Linked DNA regions of Canis lupus: region 2 is linked to region 1. A link is a contact called in public Hi-C data. All regions are on one chromosome and are shown on one strand. The core of a region is the stretch at or near the end of the contact, and the rest is flanking DNA. Distances in the headings are between cores, read along the strand shown. Region 1 holds the start of PPP2R5E (serine/threonine-protein phosphatase 2A 56 kDa regulatory subunit epsilon isoform). Region 2 holds the start of SGPP1 (sphingosine-1-phosphate phosphatase 1).

Region 1 (5,444 bases), core at 1,803-4,302:
GTACCATCTCCTCTAGTAGGTCTACTTCCTGTGACTAAAACTGTACAATTTGTAGCTGTTATCACATACTATACATATATATACATATAAATGTCAACAGAAAAAAAATGTAAAACACAGACCTAGGCATCTTACAGTTTCTCTGGCATTCAGTTTCCCTCTTTATCAATGTGAGAGATCTTCCTGAAAATAGATTTCATTTGTCCACAGCTATTTATATTAAATTGAGCCCTTTAAACTGGAAAGTGGGTGTATCTGCCCATATAGCAGTAACTTCAACATGTCTGAAATCTCCCATCCCTTCAATTTGCAACACAGACCTTTAACAAATATGAAATTCTACAAAAAGGAAATTATATGTAGATACAAAATGATCAACTAGAAAGGAATCCATCACCTGGCCATGAGCCTTACCTTTTAGCAGCGGCAGAGGTGTTAACTCAATAGGTTTGCCTTGAGACCTAAACTGTGAGGAACTTTGCGACCTCTTCTGTCTGGCTTTTCTGACGGACTTCCGAGAAAATCCGTCTACTTTATCCACTGATGGAGGAGTAGTTGGTGCTGAGGACATATCCCTACTGAAGAGAAAGAGGTATCATAAACATATTCCCAAGGCGGAAGCATACATGTGAATTACAAATTCTAAAATTTCCATATACAATATGCATGAAAATTGGAATATGTGATGAAGAAAGCAAATAAAATCAATTAAGAAAAGTTGCATGTTCAATGGGGAAACATGAAAATTTGATGAAAAACAAAGTATTTTAAGTACCATATAAGCAGTACTGTAGTTCTAATGCATGTGCCGCTCCCACTCTGATAAGCATTAAAGATGCTCATTGACACTAAAGAACTCTTCTACGTCATCTACTCATTTTCTAACTGCATGGCTCTTCTCATCTTGAGATTCCTGAACTAATTTTGGAACTATTCTACCACTGGAAAACTTCCATCAATACATTTTCCCAAGATATTTAATATTACAAATGGGCTCTGGAGTTAAAACTCTTATTGTACTTTTAGAATCTACACCAATCTACCACAGCAAGGTGAAATTTACAACTACTAAAACTACCCAGGCATGACTTTTAATGCAATGTGCTGTGTTAGCTATGATAAACTATACCACACCACCAATGAGGACAGGTTAGATTACTTTAAACAGAACACATAAAAGGCATAATTAAGAGCATTTCAAAGAAGTCTTCTTTTTGAATGAAGCCATCTTAAGTCATTAATTATGATGAAATCTTGCACCAAAGTTGAAATGAAAACACAAATTCACAAACTAGTTAGACAGCCAAGTTGAGTTCAAGTTCATAGTCAAATATTAATTTTCATTCCCTCAAACTGATAGAACAGTTCTTTCAGATTTTGTTATCCCTCTCAAATTATTAAAATGAAGGCTAGTTCCTAAAAAGTAACAAGTCTTGAGCTCAATTTCAATTTAAACAGATGCCATCATTTCCATGGCACGGAGGCTCCAAGCAAGATTAATGGCAGACCTGAATAAAAATAATGCATATGGGGGAAATACTGAAATGCAATTACTCACCTGTCATTCCAATACATAAGGGCTGTTTAACCTCTAAATTAAAAGGTAAGTGAGTTTCTTCTTGAACATGCAAGAATAAAACATTATCTGGATTATCCAGATTCCGACACAGTAAAAAACAGAAAAAGATAAACTAAAAAAATCAAAACCCAGAATCTTGACATTTGGAATTTTGAAGTTTTGTTTGGTTCTCCTTAAAAAAAAAAAAAAAAAAAAAAAAAAAAAAAAAAAATTTAGGTTTTTAAAAATCTACCTAATTTAGCCTTAAAAAAAATATGACAGACTCAAAATGGAATTGCAAACTATGAATGACTATAGAAGAAGTAAGATCAGTTAAAATTTTTCACAATGACTGCATCAGCAAGAAGCTCCACATCACATTTGTATGTTGTAAATTTAGAGGCAGCTTTTCCAATGTGGTATGTGAATTATTTCGATTTCATTTAACCCTAACAACGCAAGATTTCGGTAAATCCTGTTCTTCCATCACTCTTTTTGTCTCTTCTTTATTCCTCATCTCCCATTTCTAAAGATGATTTATTGCTAGCATTTTTCTTTTTTTTTTTTTTTTTAACATCATTTGCCCCTTCTGCCCGCGGCCCAGAATAAACGTCAAGCATCTCAACCCTAAAGCGCTGCAGAACTGAACTTGCAGTAGCAGTGGGTCCGTGCAAAGCCCGGGGAAACAGGTTTCGCCCTGGACCGGGACGCCCGAAGCTTTATCATCGTCTAAGCAGCGGGCACGGGGTATTTCCAAGGTTCGGGGTAATCCAAGGGGGTTACTGGGGTGGAGGAGAGAGACAGGGAATGGGTTGGTCTGTAGGGATGCTGACATACTCCCTTTGCTCCCACCCCACCCCACCCCACCCCCCAAAGCCCTGGAGAAGATAAGCTGTTACAGAATCCTGCTCACTACACCAACCCCCCCCCACCGGCTTCCTCCCCCCCCCACCCCCCACCCCCGTCCCCGTCAGTGGATAAAGGGGGACAAGAATCTGCCTCCGATGCCGGAAGATGGGGGGGGGGGGGAGGAGACGGGCAGAGTGAAAGAGAGGCATCGTCAGAAGCATTTGCAGGTAAATCAGACAAGTGGGACGGGCTCTTCCTCTCCCACACCCACCCCACCGCACCCCTCGCGTGCCCCGGCCAGGCCTTCCCGAGGCCGGTGTCCTGCAGCCTCCTCGGGAGGACGGGGAAGAGCAAGGGGAGCGGGCAAGCCGAGATGCTGGAGGGACGAAGTTACCTTGAAGCTTCTGGGGAAGAATCCGAAGATGATCTGTGGTTTCGAGGGGCGGGAGAACGGCGTGAGGGCCGCGGCGGGGACAGGTGGCGGGGCCGCGACGTGCGGGGGGCGGTCCGGACAGCGGCAGGGAGCCCGGGGCGACGGCTGTCCGGCGCGGCGTCCCTCCGGTTCCGCGGCGGCGGCGGCGGCGGCGGCGCCTCTAGGCCTCACGGCCGGACCTGAAGCTCAGCGCTCCGGCGGCGGCGACGGCGGCGGCGGCGGCCTCACGACCCTCCCCCGCGGGCCCGTCCCATCAAATCGGCACCGACCCCGTTGCGGCTCCGCCGGTGGCTCCTCGCTCACATTCCCGGCGGGCGGCGCCTCTGCTCGTTGCCCCGGACCCGGCGGCGGCGGCGGCGGCGGCGGCGGCGACGTGGGGCGGGGGGGAAGGGAGGGAGGAAGACCGGATCCGCAGCGGCAGCGGGAGAAGGAAGGAGAAGGAGGAGGAGCCGCTGGAGCTGGAGCCGCCGCTGCCAGAGCCGCCCTTTGGTACCCGCGGTGGGTCCCCGTCAATGCCCCTTTCTCTCTCCTATTGTCAATATCACCGGGCGGCTGAGTCCATGGCACACGCGCAACCGAACCTTCTGGCCAGCAGCGCCCGCCTCCGGCGCCCACTCATTGGAGGCTTCAAACGGGAAGCGAGGCCTCATTGGCCCCCGTCCGCCTTCACTCCCCTGCCAGCAGGTTCGACTGAGAGCCGATCAGGGATTGGCGGCGGGGGGGCGGAGAAACCGGAGGGTGGGAAGAGACGAGGCCGAGGATTGGGCTGAGGCGAGAAGGACCCGGATGCAGCCGCGCTCGCCGGCCGCGCCGCCGCAGCTTCCGCCCGGCGGCTGGGTCGGCTGAAGAGGGGCGCGCCGCGGCCGCTAGGCCTCTGAGGAGCTCCTGCGAGAGCCGCGGGGCGTGCGAGCGACGCATCCACGGGATGGCCGGGCTTCCGCGCAGTGCGGCTCCGCTGGGCAGCGGCCGTCTTCCGCCCGAGGATTCCGGGGGCGAGGGTCGGCTAGAGGTGGGGGAGCCCCCGGGGCCTTGGGTTCGCCCCCTTCCGGGGCGAGGCTGCCCTCCTGGGCTTGAGGAGTCCGCCTCAGGACGTACCGGCGCTGAAAGGAGCGCCGCGAGGGAGACGACCTCCCGCCCGCGCGCCCCTGTTTGTGTACAGCGGCCCCTTGCAGCTCGCTGTGGAACCCCCGGCAGCCCCGCTGGGCCGCTGGGCCGCTGGGCCGCTGGGCCTCTGGGCCCGGGCCGAGGGCTGCGTATCGCCCGGGATGCTGTCTCGCCTCGTCTCCTGTTACCTAAACCTCTGCTTTGAGTATCAGCTCCCTGAACCTCCTTGCAAGCCTTGCTAGGGGCCAGACCAGCGTAGCTCACGCAGGTGGGAACCCTGTCCCCCGCGCTCTGCGATCATGTCTCCGGATCACACGCGCGGGCCCTCGGCTGCACAAGAGCTCAGGCTGCAGGACCGTGTGAGGTTTTAGTGGGCAGGTTGGGTCCGAAGCAGTTTTTGGAGAAGACTGGACTCAACTCTAGCTAGATCAAGTAATGAACTATCTGAGATGTGTTTAACGTCCTTGGTGAGCCCAAATCCATATGATGCAATTTCCAGAGGATGTTATTGGGACTGTCATTCTATCTGAATGTACGCTAGGCACGTCTCTTTGGGGGACCGGGGTTGGGGGGTGGGGTGGGGAGGGGGCTCGGGAGAGGGAGAAAGAAATTCTTAATGTTAACCACAAACGTCAGGTCTCCAGTTGTTAAAAACTTGGAAGACGAAAAAAAAAAATTAGAATCCATCAATTCAGAGATAACCGCTATTAGTTAGCATTTTGGTGTACTTCCGTCCAGTATTCTTTTCCCTTTAATATCGTGTGTGTTCTGTAGCCTAGTTTACCTCCCTCACCATTATATCATGTTTTCTATACCGTTAGGAAATAAAACTATGTACCATACATAGAGGTAACCCCCAAAAATGCATTTCTTCTTTGTGTTAACACTCAGGTGTTGCATATTTTTATCCACACTCCCATAAGTGGATCTTGAGAGGGGGAAAAAAAAAATTCTGTGCCATGAAAGATTTTTTTAAAAATCCATTTGGAACTAATGAAAGGGGTGGGTACCTGGGTGGCTCAGTGATGAAGTGGCTGCCTTTGGCTCAGGTCATGATCCCAGGATCCAGGGATGGAGTCCCACATCAGGACCCCACAGGGAGCCTGCTTCTCCCTCTGCCTATGTCCCTGCCTCTCTCTGTGTCTCTCATGAATAAATAAATAAAATCTTTTTTAAAAAGGGGGGGGGTGGGGGACAAGAAAAGATGGCTTTCTTAGGTGGAAGCAGTCTCCCCCAGCATTGACTCCAAATGATTGGCCATTGTATAGATAGCGCCCATTTTTGCTTTGCAAAGTTCATCACTAGGCTTTATTAAAAGAATGGCTAGGATACCATCCTTCCTACCTTCAAGAAACTACATTTTTTTAATCTCGATTTCATATGCCAGTCTTCATGAAAAGTTCAGTGTCCCAGCCATGCAGAACTTTTTTGCTCAATCTCTGATTGAGGGAAATGCAGAATTAAAACCAAGGAAAATTTTAAAGCCAGCTCCATTTCCCT
Region 2 (5,444 bases), core at 1,097-3,596, 140 kb after region 1:
GCTAACTAGTAAATACCATGCCGAAAGTAACTCAATGACAATCTTAAATCTGAACTATTTAGATTATAAAATTTAAGATCTTTATCTATCATGCAAAAATGGCAGTACTACTTTATAATCTGAGTATCATCTCTATCTCCTTTGGCTAAATAGGAAAGAACAAAACTGTCCATGGTACTCTCCCCTAGTAATTCTGTCATTCTTACTCTGCACAGTATGTGTTTTCCATGTTATTGTGAGAGAGAGGTGCTGCACAGAAGTGCCCATAGGGACCAAGACTTTATCTATACTGGAATTGAATCTGGAAAAAGTAAGTTTATCTGAATGGAGTTTTACACAGAATTGAGTATTTCTCAATGTAAGAGGATTTTGTGCTCTAATGAAAAAAAAAATCGAATAAGTCTGATTCTTTAGATTGTCCATAATTACTAACTTAATTCTTAAATTAAGGGACTGGTCTGCAGGAGGAACAAAGCTCCTTACCATTAAAAAAAAAAACAAAACAAGACATCAGTTTAAGCATCAATTTTGCTTCCATAGAAAAGAATTAGTTTTCAGACCCAAGTAAAATTTATAGACCATGAAAAAGTAAAAAAAATGGGAGGCCAAAAAAGTAGGCAAAATACTAAATGTTTAGCATTAGAAACTCATCCCTGATTGTCAGCCTGGCCCTGCTATCTATCACACATGTCATTTTTACAGACCTACTAGTCTGACCAAGAACCCTAATTTTAAGAAAGACTTTAAAAGTATGCATTTTTAGGGCAGCCCGGGTGGCTCATCGGTTTGGCGCCGCCTTCAGCCCAGGGCGTGATCCTCGAGACCCGGGATCGAGGCCCGCGTCGGGCTCCCTGCATGGAGCCTGCTTCTCCCTCTGCCTGTGTCTCTGCCTCTCTCTCTCTCTCCGTGTCTATCATGAATAAATAAATAAAATCTTAAAAAAAAAAAAAGGATGCATTTTTAAAGTGAATGCAACAATAATCCTAGAGTAGCTCAACAACTGACACTACAGATCAGTGATTCAGAAGATAATTAAACTTTGTGTCTATTAGCAAATTAGCAACCACACCCCTTAAAAAGACAACTCGGGCAGTGTTCCATTAACTTTCATAAACAGTGACTTTCGTTTAAAATTCATTACTTCATTGCCTCGGACGACCATATTTGTTTTGGAATTTACACTAAGGTTTTACAAACATTGTTCCCTGAGTAAAGCTAAAGACTTTTCCCGAGGCGGAAAGAGAATTAGTTTGGGGGAAGGCACTGTATATTATGGTGAAACTGGGTCTTCGTTACCGAACGATTAAAATATAAGAACAATTAATTAGTTATATTCGGTGCATCACAGGAATTAAAACCATTCACAAAACCAAAGCCCAATGATAATGCCAGCCCACCAGCAGCGTTTCCTTTGGGTTCTAAGAAAGGCACTGCTATAAAAGAATATAGTTTGACAGCTGAGTCTCTGTGTCCCCCCGACGACTTAATTGTTTGAGACCTAGAGAGGGCCCGTTGGCGGGGAACTGTGAAGACCGGTGGAAGGCGAGGTTTGGGAGGGAAACGGGCAATTTAAAACAACTGCGGGCAGTGAGGAGCGCTCCCCCGGGCCCCGCCCTTACCTGCCAGCGGCCGTAGGTGAGCAGGACCATGGCGATGGGGATGGCGGTGCCGGACATGGCGTGGGTGGAGGGCATGCTGTACTCGGAGTTGTAGAAGACCTCCAACTTGACCACGGGCGGCGAGGCGGGCCGCGGCCAGCGGATGACGTCCTTGGTGCACTGGCCCAGGTACATGACCAGCACCCAGATGACCACCAGCCGCCGGCCCACCAGGGCGTCCAGGTTCCAGATCCAGAAGGGGAAGAACAGGATGTAAAAGAGCTCGTTGCCCAGCTCCGTGCCGAGGCAGAACAGGTAGTAGAGCGGCCAGTTGCTCACGTGGGCCAGCTCGCCCTCCTCGTCCGTCAGCGAGTTGCGGCGCAGGGCGCCCACGCGCCGCGGCGAGGCCGGGCCCAGCTCGCTCGCCAGCCCGTTCCGCACGCCGTTGGGGGCGCCGCGGCCGCCGGGCTTGGCCGGACACTGATTGCGGCCGCCGCCGGGCGGCTGGGGGCCTGCGGACGCCCCCAGCTGCGGCTCCCGGCGCCGGACGCCGCGGGCGAGGGGCGCCTCTGCCTTCTCATCCTCCCCCTGAGCGGCGGCGGGCCCGGCGGATCGGCGCGGAAGCGCTTCCACCCCGCACAGCCGCTGGAAACGGGCCACTTTCTGCGGCTCCTGCAGACGGCCCGCCAGCTGGGTCAGGCGCTGCCTCAGCGACATGATAACGGGACCCGGCGGCCCGCGGACGGGCGGACGGCGGCGGCGGCGGCGGCGGCGTGCACGGCGGGCCGGCCCCGGCGCAGTCCCGAGCCGTCCCCGCGCGCCGGGCGGGCCAGTGGCAGCGGCGCCCAGCGGCACCCGGTCGGCTCTGCCCGGCGACGGCGCCTCAGGCCGCAGCGGCCGCCGCGCGCGCCCCCGCCCCCGCCCCCGCCCCGGACCCCTCCCCCTCCCCCTCCCCGGACGGCCGCGCGCGCCCCCGCGCCCCCTCCTCTCCTCTCCCCTCCCCTCCCCTCCCCTCCCGCGCGCGCTCCGCCCCCGCCCGCGGCCTCCACGCGCCGGCGCGCGCAGAGCCCCGCCCCCGCCCCGCCCCCGCCCGCTGCCGCCGGGAGAGGGGGCCCGGCCGCGAGGGGCCGCCCGGAGCGCATCCGGAGGCGTCTGGGCGCTGAGGCTCGGCGGGGCGGCCGCCGGGAGACGTTCGCCTCGGCCTCCAGCGGGCGTCGCGGCGCCCGGCCCCTCCCCCGCCTCCCTCCGGCTGAGGTGCGGGGCTCCCCTCTGACCGAGCGTCGGCCCCGAGAGGCCGCGAACGAGGTGCGGGCGGTGCGAGCGGCGGAGCACGGGACGGGCTCCCGGCCCGCACGCACACGGTACCGGCGACTGAAGGCGGAATAACCACCGTGGGCTCGGGATCGCCGGCCTCGGGCACCTCGGGGCTGCGCTGGCGGTTCGGGTCCTGACGCCGCGCGCCGGCGGACCCCGTGGCCGGCCCCGTGCAGGTCCCGCGGCGGGAGGCTGCCCAACGTCAGACCCCACGGCACAGCCGCGCGGGACGCCAGCGTGGGATCCCCCTTTCAAGAATTCTACTAGCTAGTGGGGTTGCGCGCGGGAAATGCAATTGGTGGCTGAAAGCAGCGTGTAGGCTTTTTGGGTTTTTTTTTTTTGAGCTTGATGAGGCTGATGTAGAGGCTTGGCTTGCATGCCTCACAAGTTACAGACTTGACTTCTAGAAAATGTAGAGTTCGTATTAGAAGGCCTCGGAGCTCTAATTCCAGGAAGTTGCTTCAGGTAAGGAGGAGGTCTGTAATTAAAGAATTTGAACCTCTTCCAAGGAACACGCTGGAAATTTCCCCTCCGGTGTCATTAGAAATATTTTCCTTCGGAGAGTTAGTCTCCTCCTCCCACTCCACTTGCTAGGCTGTGAGTAAATCATCCTCCTTGTCTTAAAGTTGGCTCACAGTATAAATGAGAGACCCAGGTAGCAGATGGTAAATGCTAAACTGGAGACCTCAGCAAACACGCTCTGGGAAGGAGAAGAGCCAAATTGACTAGGGACACAGGAAAGGTAAAAAAGGGGCCCTCTTGAGTTAAGACCATTGTTAGAGAGCAAGATGAGAATAGGCGGACACACTGAGGAGGAGAGAAGATGAATCAAGACGGAATGGGAACGTACAAAGATGTGTTTGGTTAACCATAGCCCATAGAATCAGAGTAGGAAGAGTCAGTGGTTGGAATGGGGTTAGAAAGAGGGCGTGGGACAAGACTGCAAAGACCTTGAATGTCAAGCTGGAGATTTTGTTCTGTAGGCAGTGGGGAGCCATGGAAGGCTTTGAACCTAGGGAGTGACACCATCAGAACTGTGTGCTTTAGAAAGGTAACTAAGAGTGAAAGTATCAGTGAGGGTGACAGCACATGAGAGACACCTAGCTCTGGGAAACGAACAAAGGCTGGTGGAAGGGGAGGTGGGCAGGGGGATGGGTTGGGTGATGGGCACTGAGGGGGCACTTGGTGGGATGAGCACTGGGTGTTATGCTATATGTTGGCAAATTGAACATCAATAAAAAAGAAAGAAAAAAGAAAGAAAGAAGAAAGAAAGAAAGAAAGAGAAAGAAAGAAAAAAGAAAAGAAGAAAAGAAAACTAAGAAGGAAACCAAAGATCAATTGCCAGAGGGTAACTAAGAAGGAAACCAAAGATCAATTGCCAGAGGTCAGAGACCAAAGGCCAGGTAAATAATTAGAAGATTATTGCGCTAGTCAGATGAGAGAGAATGAGAACCTGAACCAGGACTATGGTTCTGGGAACCGAAAGGAAGAGGGATAGATTTGAAAAGGATTTTGGAAGTAGGAAAAAGTTAAAAGTATTTCATTTGAATTCATAGGTCTGCAGGCAAATAATAATAGTCCATCCTGATTTGGAACACATTGTGTCTAATATTGAGACACTTATAATCTAAGACGGAGACAAAAAACATGAGAAAACATGTAAGTATGTTCAAAGATGTAAAGGCAGGCATACCAAACAGTTCAAGGAAGTGAGACCCAAGCAATCACTACACAGAGTAAGCAGAGAGGAGGCTTTTTGGGTTACCTATGAATGGTTCTGTGAAATGGATCATTAGCTGGCATTTGAAAACAAGGAGCAACTTGTACAGAGAAAGGTGGGAACAGCCCTCAGTGAGGCAGTTTACACATGTTCTTTTGTCAAAATAATTTGTCTATAAAGGAATTATTCAGATTCAAGGAATTTCCAATTCTGGGGATTCATTAGCCTAAAGATAGCAGAGGAAGAGGAAAATATGGAAAAGTAGAAGTGATATGTATATCTTAGGGTTAAATTATGACTTCTTCAACATGACATATTTTGTCAGAATGCAATATTCTCTTTAAAGGTAAAAGAGAGGGCAGCCCTGGTGGCACAGCGGTTTAGCGCCACCTGCAACCCAGGGTGTGATCCTGGAGACCCGGGATCCAGTCCCACATCGAGCTCCCGGCATGAAGCCTGCTTTTCCCTCTGCCTGTCTCTGCCTCTCTCTCTCTCTCTCTCTCTCTCTCTCTGAATAAATAAATTTAAAAAAATAAATAAAGGTAAAAGAGAGATGATGGGGAAATGAGAATGTGGCCTATGACTGCACTGAAGAGAAAAATAATGTGAGTTGACGAAACTTGAAAGGGCTGATGCTGTCCTGCTGGTGCTGTAAATCTGTTAAGTATAAGGACAAGGCCAAAAGCACCAAACCACCGTGATGAAAAGAATAGTTCTGGTGGGTTTTATTTACACTTACTCTAACCTTTTCATCTTGAAACTTAATAGGAATTTAACTCAATGGAAGGTTAAAATATAAACATTCTGTGGCA

What was found. A called contact is a pair of places that touch in the nucleus more often than the background predicts.
Region 2: a contact with region 1 is called in a Hi-C map of blood, with 2.5 times the contacts expected there. The contact joins the promoter of SGPP1 here to the promoter of PPP2R5E in region 1. A contact is called at or near these places in 2 of 9 Hi-C or Micro-C datasets (amygdala and blood).

Annotation. Positions count from the first base shown.
Region 1 is chr8:38,361,523-38,366,966 of UU_Cfam_GSD_1.0, forward strand. PPP2R5E (serine/threonine-protein phosphatase 2A 56 kDa regulatory subunit epsilon isoform) reads right to left here and starts at 3,053. Exons shown (of 14, transcript XM_038544899.1): 1 at 2,802-3,053; 2 at 415-578. The coding sequence starts at 571. LOC119872868 (a long non-coding RNA gene) reads left to right here and starts at 2,528. Exons shown (of 3, transcript XR_005363386.1): 1 at 2,528-2,634.
Region 2 is chr8:38,502,278-38,507,721 of UU_Cfam_GSD_1.0, forward strand. SGPP1 (sphingosine-1-phosphate phosphatase 1) reads right to left here and starts at 2,347. Exons shown (of 3, transcript XM_038544901.1): 1 at 1,620-2,347. The coding sequence starts at 2,315. LOC111097071 (a long non-coding RNA gene) reads left to right here. Exons shown (of 3, transcript XR_005363383.1): 3 at 216-544.